2 separate regions of the Danio rerio genome follow, and region 1 is linked to region 2. A link is a contact called in public Hi-C data. All regions are on one chromosome and are shown on one strand. The core of a region is the stretch at or near the end of the contact, and the rest is flanking DNA. Distances in the headings are between cores, read along the strand shown.

The links. Hi-C and Micro-C count contacts between places; a contact is called where the count stands out from the background.
Region 1: a Hi-C map of an unstated tissue shows a contact between it and region 2, with 2.3 times the contacts expected there. The contact joins two enhancer-like sites. A contact is called at or near these places in 2 of 18 Hi-C or Micro-C datasets (hematopoietic stem cells and an unstated tissue) and 1 of 4 datasets of contacts at active chromatin or transcription factors (caudal fin).

The regions. Positions count from the first base shown.
Region 1 is chr7:69,155,857-69,162,872 of GRCz12tu, forward strand. The region is part of intron 1 of csnk1g1 (casein kinase 1, gamma 1); the gene reads right to left. Among named protein-coding and RNA genes, the nearest start is that of csnk1g1, 13 kb to the right of the region's middle. Within about 2 kb of position 3,500, at least 4 of the 62 cell types and tissues checked have an H3K27ac peak or open chromatin away from gene starts, as enhancers often do.
Region 2 is chr7:69,103,190-69,109,659 of GRCz12tu, forward strand. The region is part of intron 4 of csnk1g1 (casein kinase 1, gamma 1); the gene reads right to left. Among named protein-coding and RNA genes, the nearest start is that of rps17, 52 kb to the left of the region's middle. Within about 2 kb of position 2,477, at least 28 of the 62 cell types and tissues checked have an H3K27ac peak or open chromatin away from gene starts, as enhancers often do.

The sequences.
Region 1 (7,016 bases), core at 2,250-4,749, 54 kb after region 2:
TAGTAATTTTATGTAAGGAATCAAAATGTTGTTTTATGTCAAGCCTTCTGTGTACAGGTGTTGAGCATAAGCAACTCTTCCCTAACCTTAACTTGAAGCAAATGCATTTGGTTGTCCAGTGTAATTGTGATGTCCATGTCAAAATAAATAAATAACAAAATACAATCTCAAATAAAAAGTAAAAAGTAAGTAAAATCTTACACAAACCTCGACTTTTCCAGACATCGGTATACCTTGAAAACGATTATCGTCCCATGCTTAGTTGAATCATGATTTGGAAAGAAACTATCAATTTAGATTGATTGGGATGATTCTAGGAGCGCATAAAATATTAACAATCTAAAATCAAAAGTGAATTTCAATAAAGAAAAATATTCAAATGAAATAAACAGCGTTTTATTGTTTTCCAAGGAGTTAAACTGTATTTGGGTGTACAGTAATTGAACAAAAAAAAAAAAAACGTAAATAATACTGTGTCTTGGTTTTAAAACATTTCAATAAAATGAATCATTATTAATTGTTCAAACTTACAATTTCTTATGCCTGAATGCTTTTAAATGGATTTTTACAGCATTTCTCCCCAGTAGTAAAATAGCGGCTCGAGTGCTGTGTCTTCTTCAGTGTCAATGAAAGACTTTCCAGCAAACTCACAAGCAGTTGAATTGTGCACCTTTTTAGGAGTAGGAGCATTTTATTTTACTCTCCCTCGCCTCCTTCGCCAGACATTGCGCATAGGAGATAAATGATGATAGTTCGTAATAACCAGTTATGATCTATAACTTATTACTATTACTACTAATAAAATTAATCATTATTAATTTTTCAACTTACATTTTCTCATGCCTGAATGCTTATAAAATCCTCATACAGTCACAGGTCCCAAAAACCACTTCAGGCTCAACATTGCCTATACTAACGATGTGACTATTGCGAATGATCACATTGCGATATCGATGCTGAAGGGATATTTTATGCAGCTCTAAAGACTGGTTTATACTTCAGCGTAGAGTTATCAGCGTAACCCATGGCGCCTGCCTTGAGCGTAGTCATGCATTTGTACTTTTGCATGCATTTTATGTTGCTATGCAATAACACTTCAGAAACGCCAGCTGGCAGTAGGTTATGTTCCTCTTTATTGAGTTTATTCGCTGGTGTTTTGTTTATTCTAAACGCTACCTTAATGTACAAGTAGCTAAAACTCATTCATTAGGATGTGGGAACCTGTGGACGTGCAACAACTTTAATCATAAAGTAAACACAAAACAACAGTTTCCATCTGGAGCTATTTCACCAGACTCTACACTTGTAAACACTCGCTCCATCGAGCTCGCGGTTTTCTGCCCCACTAACGCTAGTCACAGTTACCAAGTCGACCAATCACAGAGCTGTCAACCAATCACGACCAAACTAAGCATCATTGCGATGTGTAGTAGGGGTTAGGGTTGGGCCGATAGACGATGCCATCGTCCATCGCCGATGGCCGACAGACACCACGATGCTGAGCCGGCATCGCAATCCTCTGCCCCGTCCCCATTGCAAATTAAATGGCATTTTAAAATGAAAACGATCCACATTCACTCTGGCGTTTCATCTAGCATTTCATAGCCTTCCACAGTGGCGCTGGAAACGCACATCACGTGACCACACACACACATGCACAAACACACGCACATTGTCATGCGCTCGAGACAGTGGGTCCAGGCAGTCAACGGGTTAGCAGACTGGTTCAATCTTTCGCTTTCACGCTTGTACTTAGTAATTTTAGTGAAAAGAAAACCTCAAATACTGTTGGCAGGTTCCTGTTGGTTGTGCAGCTTTTTTACCAACCAAGTTTGTCGACGCCATTATAACGACACCGATCCCTCTGCCTATTCATGCCTATTCACAAGTCCCGCTGAGAAAGTGATTGACAGGTGGTTATTTGTGTGGAACTTATCTTTATTTATTTATGATTTTGTTATGGTTAAAATAAAGACCATGTGGGTCAGGTAAAACGGTATGCTGCAAATTATTAATTCACTGCCGCCTATGATGACGATGCCATCGTCAATCGCAATGTTTCATATTAGACATTGTACGATGCCAAACTGGTTGACATTGCCCAACCCTAGTAGGAGTGTGAATCTACACTGGTCTCACGGTTTGGTTACGATTATCATGCCATTGATTCGGTTTAATTCGTTATCACGGTGCATTGAGTATGCTTTCCAAACATGATTCGAATTTTTCTTCACAACACAAGATTTTTTTTTTATTAAACTCTATAAATATATTTATATTTATATATTATTTGTAACACATTATTGTACTTCAATACAACCAGTAAGATATATGAATTGTACCTTTAATTTGACCAGCTCAAAGAAAACACTCTATTTGAATATATCAAACAAAACTCCAATACGTGCACAGAAGACAGCATGAGCATTTATAGCAAATAAACTAATGTAAATACCATTCTGCTTGCTTTTTGAGTGCTGTCTTATGACTCGGCATTGTCTTCACCCGCTCAACAGAAAGGGCTGCTATTGGCTTTAAAAATGAAAGCGCTATTCACCGATGAGTGACGCGGGAAGAACAGTTGCGGTTTCGCACCTCAGGTACACTCGTGTCTGGATCCACAAGTATCGCTGTAACAACTGAGAGGATAGGAAAAGTTAACTCACAAACAGGCCAGCTGGTCAAATGTCCAAAGTGTGAAAGAAAGAAAGAAAGAAAGAAAGAGAAAGAGAAAGAGAGAGAGTTTTACAGCATTTCTTCCTAGTAGTGAAAACACAGCTCGAGTGCTGTGCCTTCTTCAGTGTCAATGAAAGACTGTCCAGCAAATTCACAAGCAGTTGAATTGAGCATGATTATCTACCTTTTAAGTCGTAGGAGCGTTTTATTTAGTTGCCCTCGCCTCCTTCGCCATAGTATTCAACTGCGACATTGCGCATAGGAGATAAATGACGTCAGTACCTAATAACCGTTTATGATCTATTACTGAACCCATATCGTATTGACCCTATCTGCATCAAGGTGCACCGAAGAAACAATTAATTTTGACACCCCAAACGTGTAGTAACATTTTTTAAGAGTTGCATGTCAGCCACAGTGAGGGCTATGTGAGAATTAAATAAAGATTCGTCACAAATAGAATGAAACTATTGACTACTGTTCTACAAAGTAACCACATTTTAATTACCAAAACATAGCAAAATATAAAAAAAAACGAATTATTTTTTCAGTGTTTTGTGCATGGTCGAAAATTGCTGGTGCATCTCTACTAGCTTTATCATTTGCAATCCAGTAGGGACTATCCAGCAAAGCCACTGCTTTTTATCATAATGTGTGTATGCAGGCAGACCACATGATGTTGTTGTTTTTCTAAACGTGCACATGCAGGCCTGTTCACGGATGACAGATATGGGTCACTTACAAACTTAAAAATCAACAAAGGCTTGAGAGAAACAAGAAAAATCCCCAAACGGGAGCGTGACACAAAATTGCTGCTCGCATACGCAATCAAGCACAACCAAGGGCAGCACAAAAGCAAACACATAAACACAAAACCACAGGACCTACAGAAGCCACAGTCTCAAGATTTAAAAAGTCCCATTAGAAGAATAAAAGATATTTATTTTGATGTTTAGCCCCATATTCAAACTGAGTGACCTATATTTTCTCATATAAACTCCATTGTTCTTCATATGGCCGCACGATATTGAAAAAGAATGACATTGAGATGTTTTGATGTAGACAAATTGTTGGTACCCTTCAATTGTGTCCTAGCCATTTCCATTAGTTTGCCTTTTTAATGCTTCTGTTGAACCACAATTCGAAAGCAAAATCTGATTTTAGCTTATAGTTGGTTATTTCTAATTATTAATGACTTTTTTTCAGTTTAAAGGTTTTTTTTTTTTTAGAACCCCAAGTTGTTCACGATTTTTTTGGGTGATTTTTTGTGCGATAAAATTGACAAATTTTGTGGTGGTAATTCCGAGAAATTTGCAGACAATTTTGCAATTAAAAATATCTATAAAAAAAAAAAAATATATATATATATATATAAATCTTATTTCCCATATTAGGTAGCCTACTATGTTAGGTGTGTAATCTGAAAAAAACAGAAATGCGCGCACATCTAAAAAAATCTCGAAGGCAGGTGCTCGATCAAAAATAAACAGTAGCAAAAGATCAAAAGAAAATCGGCACTTTGCCACTTAAGCTCTCAAAAGTCTTTAATATCGTTCACAAGTTTAAACCTACATGGTCTTCATCAGGTAAAACAATACAAATTGGGAGTCCTCAAGAAATAGTGAAACAGCTCTACCCACGACTCCTTCAATCAATCACCACAATCAGCCAAACTCATCTCCGAGAGGTTTAAATTTGGATTTTGATTTAAATTTCTTTTTGTAAGTGTATTTATATCCGTCACCATGGCATACTTAATATATGTGTATTTATTTTTTCCCCTTGGCTCACTGACTTTGTGGTTGATTGATGCGATTATTTTTTGCAGGTGTGATGCGCTATATACTCCCTCCAAGGATGTAAAATTTGGATCTGTATTTTAAATCTCTTTTGTAATGGTATGTATGTATCTCATATTGTCATATGTATATTGCTTGTAAGTATAGTGGCTGTTAAATGGCTTGTTGGCTGATTGTGGTGATTAATTGCAGGAGTTATGTGTAGAGCTGTTTCACTATTTCTTGAGTACTCCAATTTGTATTGTTTTACCTAATGAGGACTATGTATGTAGGTCTAAACATTGGGAGCGATATTAAAGAGTTTTGAGAGCTAAAGTGGCAGTGGGCCGACTTTCTTTTGATCTTTTGCTAAGGTGTGCAATCTGACATTGACTGACACAAATAATAACAATAAAAAAAAAAAGCTTTTTTTTTAATTGTGGTCTCTTGTCAAGACAAGATCTAAAATGCTAGGGATTAAGCTAAAGGAAGGTGGCATAACTCTTTTTATCTACAAATCTCTCAGATTTCACTCCTGGAGCATCTGACATCATGTGCCATACACATAGGAAATGGGTTAGGGCTTCCCCTACCGCAATGTAACTAAAACACGGATTGTCATAAAACTCGTCGCAGGGAAGCATTTTCTCTAGTTAACAGCAGGGAATAGGGGTTTAACGATACATTTAGCTCACACAATGTGTATCACGATATAATGTTCACGATTCGATATGTATCACGATATTTGGAATAAAAATTGAAAATTAAACTGAAATGCAAACTTTATTTAAAAAAAAATTTAATTACCAAGTAAACTATTTTTTAATTATTTCTTTTGTTTCAACTTGTTAAACTGAACCTTCTTTAAGAAAATAAATTAAACAGCACTGTCTCTGGAAAATAAAACAATTTAAAAACTTCTTATAAAATATTATTGAAATTATTCAATTTAATTGAATTTAACAGTAAGAGCTTAAAGGGTCACGAAACACCAAAACACATTTTTTGAGCTGTTGACAGTCGTATATGTGTCCCACACTGCTATAAACACTATTAGGACACCTATATTTCACTAAAAAGTGTAAATTGGTTGTTTTTGCGTTATTTCAAGCAAATTCGTACTTTCGGTTTGAAACAAATTTTTGAAGCTGCGTCACGGTCATGACATAATAGCGTGTATTCCAGCGTGCAGACTGGACGTCTGTGCCAGAGTGAGTCTTATTACATCTTACAGTGTGATGCATTAATGCATGAGTAAGGCTTGGTTCAAACCAATCAGCGCGCTCTATTGTGCAACTTCATTAATATTCATTAGTGTCACAGTGTTTTCACGACAGAGACGCCACGTTGTGTTAGCAAAACAAGCGTGAAGTGTTGCTTTTAAAGTTTGCTCCAGTTAAGTTTTGTTTTAATTTTCCCTCTGTGAGAGCCCAGCTGGCGTCACGTGTGGATTTACAGTGTACGCGACGCTCGACAACAATAACTTACGTGTCTAAGGAGGTTTATTGTTTACCTGAGAGCTGTTCTCATCTCCAAACGCTGAGATCTGGATTCGCTTGTAGTATTCTCTTCATAAAGACTGGTGATTGTCCTGTCTCTACAGATTTGGTAAGTGAGTGACCAGTACTCTTTGTTTATTCAGTTTGCTCGTATCGAACTAAGTTAACTATTGCACCGAGTCACAGAGTGTAAACACGTTAGCATCACAACCAAACTTTAACCTCGTGTAGGGTTTTTACCGCATTTAGTGACCGGAATAACACACGCGGCTTTCTGACGCTACCTGCCGTGTGCATCTAAGTTTCCGGGAAATGCGGAGGTTTTTTTTCTCTCATTCGCCGTGCGGTATCAAACATTGCATGAAAAATACACGCTTAGAGCAGCTCCTCGAATCAAATATCTCGTTTGTCGCGAGGGGCATGAATGAATTCCCTGAATGAAAGAGCCAAACTGCAGTTAAAGTCCAACATTTAATAATTTGGCAAATAATTCGACTACAGATGTCCATGTAGGTTAAACACCATCACTTTCTCCTGTCTGTGTGGGTGTGTATTTTGACTCTGAAACTCGCGCGTGCCCAAATAGACACTCCCACACCCTCCCACTTTAGTTCCTCCGACACTCCCCCCTAAACAGAGCTGGACACGCCCACTTTTCTGACTTTTTCCAAAGTAGAGGTGTGAAAACACCCTGCTGAAACAAGGGGGTTTCATGGCCCTTTAAGGCTTTGCTTGGTCACTTGCGTTTTTTGTGTGAGCAATCTACATTTCCAGGTAATCAGCAGTTCTATAAAATAATCCTGAACTGATGTGTATCTGTCTGAGAGGTTTTTATGGATGGCTGTCTTCATGTTGGCCATGATGAGTGACAGTGTGGCCGTCTTTTTATTACACAGGACAGTCGTGGCTCTTTTCAGCAGTTTAGGCAAGTTTACTATTTCTTCGGCGTTGCTGATGTCGGCGCTATCAAGTGTATCATGTTGACGTGCATTTGTATGTACCTCTGTACTCAAATGAGTTCATGCTCGTCGTAATCATAACTCTAAAATGCGATATGACTATT
Region 2 (6,470 bases), core at 1,227-3,726:
TATGTGTGTGCGCTAGGAGCGAGCCTCCACTGAGTCTGCTGTGACTGCTTTTATACTTGACGCTCTTGCCGGAAACGCAAGCATTTCTCATGTGAGAAAACCAACTGGGCAGACGAATAGAATATATCGCAAATTAGAAAAGGTTGGTCAGTTAAATTATGCTACTGAAAGTAATGTTTAATCAGCAATAATTCTCCAGTACCGAGAGCAGAACTGTTAACGTCAGAGCTTGTCAATACTTCGGTCTTTTATAATGTAGCACCGATATCGATAAAGTACAGAGTTTCGGTACCCATCCCTATTTGCAACTATTTACCTTAAGAAAATGTAGCAAATTCAATGAATAATTTTTTTCAGTGCACTTTGAACACTATCCCAGATAAATTACACAACAATTATCAAAACCGCAGGCTAAGATCTAGCTAGTGGGCTAGCCGATGTTCAAGTCTGCTTTGAAGCATAATATTTCATATCTGAAGCAGATATACATGTGTCTGCAAACGAGCGCATCTTCTGAGGGTGATGTGGGTAGTTTTAGGCAGAGCCCACACTGCTCATTGTGTGGTGGTGTAACACCCCTGAGAATAGAGCACACTGTTGGCCTGCCGGTGACTCATCTTGTGTTCAGTCTGCACATAACACATATTCAGCTGTTAGCTTCTATCCATCTCTGCTGATTAACACTTTCGCAAGCTTTCCATCGGCACTCCACTGCTAAATGCCGCTCGAACATGTGAGTGGGAAATCAAAGAGTGGGAGGAAACTGATAGTAATACATATAGAAAGGCAATCTCTTGAAAAATGTTATAGGACATGGGTCTACATCTTTTGGATGGTCATGAGGCCATAAGGATGTAAGGGATCAATATTTAAAGATTTCCACTTGTTTACAGAGGCTGTCGTCCTCGAAGCATGTTGTTTTTTACATTCACATTACATTTAGTAATTTAGCAGATGCTTTTGTCCAAAGCATGGAGGCATTAGGGAATCAACAAAGGAGGCAATACACACAAGTGCTGAACAAAAGAACTGTTTGTGCTCAGAGAATTAGGTGCTAGATTTAGGGTGACTAGTGCAAGTGTCAGAGATGAAAGAGTGTGTTTTCTACAGGTGGTTTGTCAAGCCCACTCACCAGTGTAAGGCACACTCACTTTATTGAATATATATATACTGTTGCAAGGCTGTTTATACAGTTCAAACAAGTAAAAATTAATATTTTCAGTGTGTACTGAAAAATAGTGTTCAATAATAACTGCTAATGTAAAATAACGTAATTAACAACAAATTAAATAGAATAATTTATCATTAGCATAAATAATAATTTGTATTAAATATAATATTTAATTGTTAAAATTTGAAAAATACATTAGGATAATACAAGATTCAACAATATAACAAAAATTGGCATATAAGAAACAAAATTTAAAAAAGTATTAAAATAATCTATTTCTATATTATAAAACAACTATGAAAAATTAAATGGCAAAAATTAAATATTGCACAATGATTAAAATGAACAAATAAATTACAAATTATTTTTAAATTAAAATAATATTTTAGGTCCATTTACAATATTAATTTTAACAAAATACTTCAGATTTTTATATAAGAATTTCTATAAGTGGCTTTTACATTTTATAAGTATGTGTGTCCTCACATATTCGGGGGTCTATATCTTAATGATTGAAAACCCCAGCTTAACATACTTTAGCATCAGTGGCAAGAGCTTGAAACACATATATTTCATAAAATAAAAAAATAAATAGAAAAAAAATAACAATAAATAAATTAAGTAAATTAAGATAAAAAATAATAAAAAATAATAAATAAATAAAAATAAATAAAATAATAAATAAAATGTAAAAAATAATAATAATAAATAAAAAAAGAATAAAAATAAAGTACAATTTTAATAAAATAAAAAATAAATAATAAAATAAAGGAAAAAATAAATAAAATGCAAAAATAAAAAACAGTAAAAAGAAACAATAATAAAGTAAAAACTTAAATAAAATAAATGATAAAATAAGCAAAACAAAAATAAAATAAATAATAAATAAAATAAAAAAAATTAAAAATAAAATAAAAATTTATGAAATAAAATAAAAAAACAAAGCACAAAAAATAAAACAAAACAATAAATAAAAATAAATAAAATAAATAAATAAGTGCAATAAAAGTAAAACTAAATAACACAAATAAAATAAATAAATAAAATAAATGAAATAATCATAAATATATATATATATATATATATATATATATATATATATATATATATATATATATATATATATATACAATAAAAAGATTCTATGGAGGGCAACAGAGCAGTGTATTTCTCCCAGTCAGTCCCACTCTGGTGTCATCAGTGCTGCCACAAAACGCCATCTGCCAGCAGCCCGTCTCAGAGCAGGGCCACCAACACCCACTCGAACATGGATGTCTGACTGGAGAGGAGAAACCATGTGACTCCTCTGCTGCCTCCAGTTCACACATCCCAGCCTGCAGTGACGCAGCTCACTTCTGCCACGCTGCACACTCAAACAAACCCCAGACCGACCAAACACAAAGCCTAAGAGAGTCCAGTGAGCTGGATTTATCATGCCTGAGCTGAGCTGAACTGTTCAGTAGCCAAGCCATTCCCAGCCAAACTCCCAGATTCGAGTCCCAATGCCAAGGCTATCCTGAGGAGTATCAGAGTTCAGCATGCTATGGCTACACATTAACCACCGACAAAAGAGAACCGGACTTTCTAGAGGAAGAGGCAAGAGTTTGACCTTCGTTTGCGTGGGTTCCACCAGCGCGATGGGAAATTTTGATATGCACTAGAGAAGTTGTTAAATATTAATGGGTTATAAGAAAGTGTTTTCTACAGAACACGAGAGTAAGGTTCATCTTTATTAATGATAGCGTTTGAGGAGGAAAGAACCATGGTATTAGCACTCTTTGTTTTGACAGCATGTTGGTATGGATTTATGGGAAACGTTTGTTATTAATTGTATCGGTGTTGTCTTTTTTTGTAATATACTTCAAATGTAACCAATTATTTCACAAAACTATAAACGATTAAAATTGTAAAATTGTACTCGCAAGAAACGGTTAGAAAAAAGAAACTCCAGGCTGCAAGGATATTAAAAAAATAATACCAAATTTTTAAAAAAAAAGGGCAGCATGGTGGCTCAGTGGTTAGCAATGTCGTCTCACATCAAGAAGGTCACTGGTTCAAGTCCTGGCTGGTTCAGTTGGCATTTTTGTGTAGAGTTTGCATGTTCTCCCCATGTTGGTGTGTGTTTTCCTCTGGATGCTCCGGTTTCCCCCGGCATGCGCTATAGGTGAATTCGGTAAAACAAAATTGGCTGTAGTGAATGAGTGCATGTCAGAGTAAGATAAAGAAAAAAAACGGGATTTTCTACAAATGAAGCATGAACACACACACTGATTTGCATCTTATAAGCACAACCAAGCCTTAAAAATAGACTGTGGACCACAACTTTAAATATATATACTGTTGTAAAGCTGTTTATGTTCAGTAGATTATACAAGTAGAAATTTATATTTTAAGTGTGTACAGGAAAATAATGTCAATAATTTTTATGTAAAAAATTTAAAATTAAAAATAAAATAATTCATCAATAACATAATTAATCGTTTGTATTTTACATTTGTAAAAATAATTATTCATGAGTCATACTCTAAAAAAATTCATAAAAAATAAATTAGAATAATACAATAAAAAGATAAAAACAAATTGGTACATAAGAAACAAAATTTTTAAAGGATTAAAATAATATATTTCTAAATATGAAAAAAATCCATCTAAAATGGCAATGACATCAAAATGGCAATAATACAAAATGATTAAAATGAACAAATGAAATACAAATTGATTAAAAATAAATAAAATAATATTTACGTTCATTTATAATATTAATTGACAAAATATATGTGATTTTTATATAAGAATCTATAAGTGGCTTTTACATTTTATAAGTGTGTGGGTCCCTCACATACTTAAAACCCCAGCTTAACATATTGATTTAGTATCAGTGGCAAGAGCCAGAGCTTGAAACACAACATATATATTTATTAAACCAGAATAGTGTACTGCATAAAATAAAAAATAAAATAAATAATAGAACAAATAATAGAAAATAAAATAAAAAAACTAAACTAAAAGTGTGGAGTTTGCATTTTCTCCCCATGTCCGCATGGATTTTCCTCTGGGTGCTCCGTTTTCTCCCACAGTTAAAAGACAAGTGGGGTGAGTGAATTTCGGTAAAACTAAATTGGCCATAGTGAATGAGTGCAAGTAAGTGTGTATGGGTGTTTCCCAGTAGTGGATTGCAGCTGAATGGGCATTCCACTGTATGAAGCATGTTGAAATAGTTGGTGGTTCATTCCGCTGTGGTGACCCCTGATAAATATGGAGAAAAAAAATTCTTCCAAAGGAAAATGTATGAATGTATGAAAATGTATGAAATTTATGAATAAATGAATAAATGAAGTAAATCAGATTTTTACGATTTTTGCTATTCTGCGATCGCTGAATCCAATGCAAAATCAACAAAAATCAAACATTTTTGCGATCCTGCAAAATTCTTAATTTAAACGCAAAATAGCAAAAAATTAAATAATCTCATAAAACATCTAATTCCAATCCATATAATTAAATATATTTTTTTCAGTTTGCAATTAATTGTTGTACGTGACTTATACACACTGTATATGGAGCGCATTTGAGTGTCTCTTGAAAAATTCTCTCTCACCTGCGCCCTCACATAACTTTACATAGAGGGGGGATTGCTTTGCAGCCTGTGCAGTGAACAAACACAGATGAAGTGCGAATGATTTACGTGAAGTCAATGCAAAGATTGGATTAGTCATCCTGTGGCGTGAATTGGGAGTTTTATTTGTTATCTGTATTGTGCTTTTACAATATAGATTGTGTCAAAGCAGCTTCACATAAAAGGGCATAGTAAATTGGAACAGTGTACTTCAGTTTTTTTTGTATTTCCCCCTATATATATATATATATATATATATATATATATATATATATATATATATATATATATATATATATATATATATATATATATATATATATATATATATATATATATATATAAGGGGAGTCAAAATTAATTGTTTCTTCGTTTATAATCATAACCGGTTATTATGTAATGATGTCATTTATCTCATATGCGCTATGTCGCCATAGCTTACAATGGCGAGGGAGGCAAGCATGAGTATTTACAACGCTCCAACTACTTAAAAACTCAGAAACTATGCTCAATTTCACTGTGTGTGTGTGTTTGCTGGACAGTCTTTCAGACAACTACAGCAGAAGCTACTATTTCACTGCAGTTGAGAGAATGAAACTTTCTGGCGGCTTGATGTTGCAAATTGTTTTTGTTATGTTATATTATCCTTCTTTTTATGTAGAAGTCATGAACACTTGTTTGTAGAGCAAGTAGTTTGACCGTTTTTTGCCGTTTATTATTCCTAGCCATTGCTCCTATAGGCAACTGAATCGGAAGTTCTAAAACGAGCGCACCTCCACATAGTAGAATAAGGTCAATAGTTTTGAAGTGTCAACCATCAGGCAAGAACGTGCTGAATCATAGATGGAGAATAGTATGGATTGATTAGTTTGTTTGTTTGTTTGTTTTTTTACCAGGAACAACTGCACCCCTATAGGTTAAACGGAAACCTGACAAAAACTAAAGGTTATTGTATACTGAATTTGAAATTTTCGTCCATAATTTTCACAAGTTAAAAAATAAATTCGACCTCACATTGTGAATCGTATCGACACACTGGCTCCGAAACTTTCCATCATAAAAAAATTCAGTGTACAATATTTTCCTTTTTTCGCATTTGAAAAAACGCTTTGAAAGACTTTGACAGTTCAGTCACCGTACAAGCGAAATGCTAAATACAGAATGCCGTCATTTGAGCTACAGATAACTTAATGACAAACAACACAATGTTTACAAAATGTAGACAGAATATGGCTATCCAGCTGCTGTTTGGTGTGTGTGTGTGTGTGTGTGTGTGTTCATACATTTGACATACTCCCCATTGACATTAGAAAAGCATGGTCCGCTTTCGGTCGGTTGCTTCGTCATTGCTCCCATCATCTATTATAATGTCTACAGATACTGCCAGTCTCTGTTCAGGATTTTGTACAGACGTGAATGTGTGAAATATCACAAGCGCAGATCTATGTTAATGACCTCATCTCTCCTTCCACATAAAGAGACTTAGAGGAGACAAATAAAAGCGGATTGGACGGATGATTACATAAGCGCCAGGGGCAGTGTTATGTCATTCACAAAACTGTGCTTGAGGATGGAGAGACGGAGGAACTCTGCCTCCCACCACAACATCTTGCCCTCAGAAGCGCCACTCCTCCGCAACAAATGCAGCGGTCAGGACAGCGTGATTAACAAATTGCCCACTTT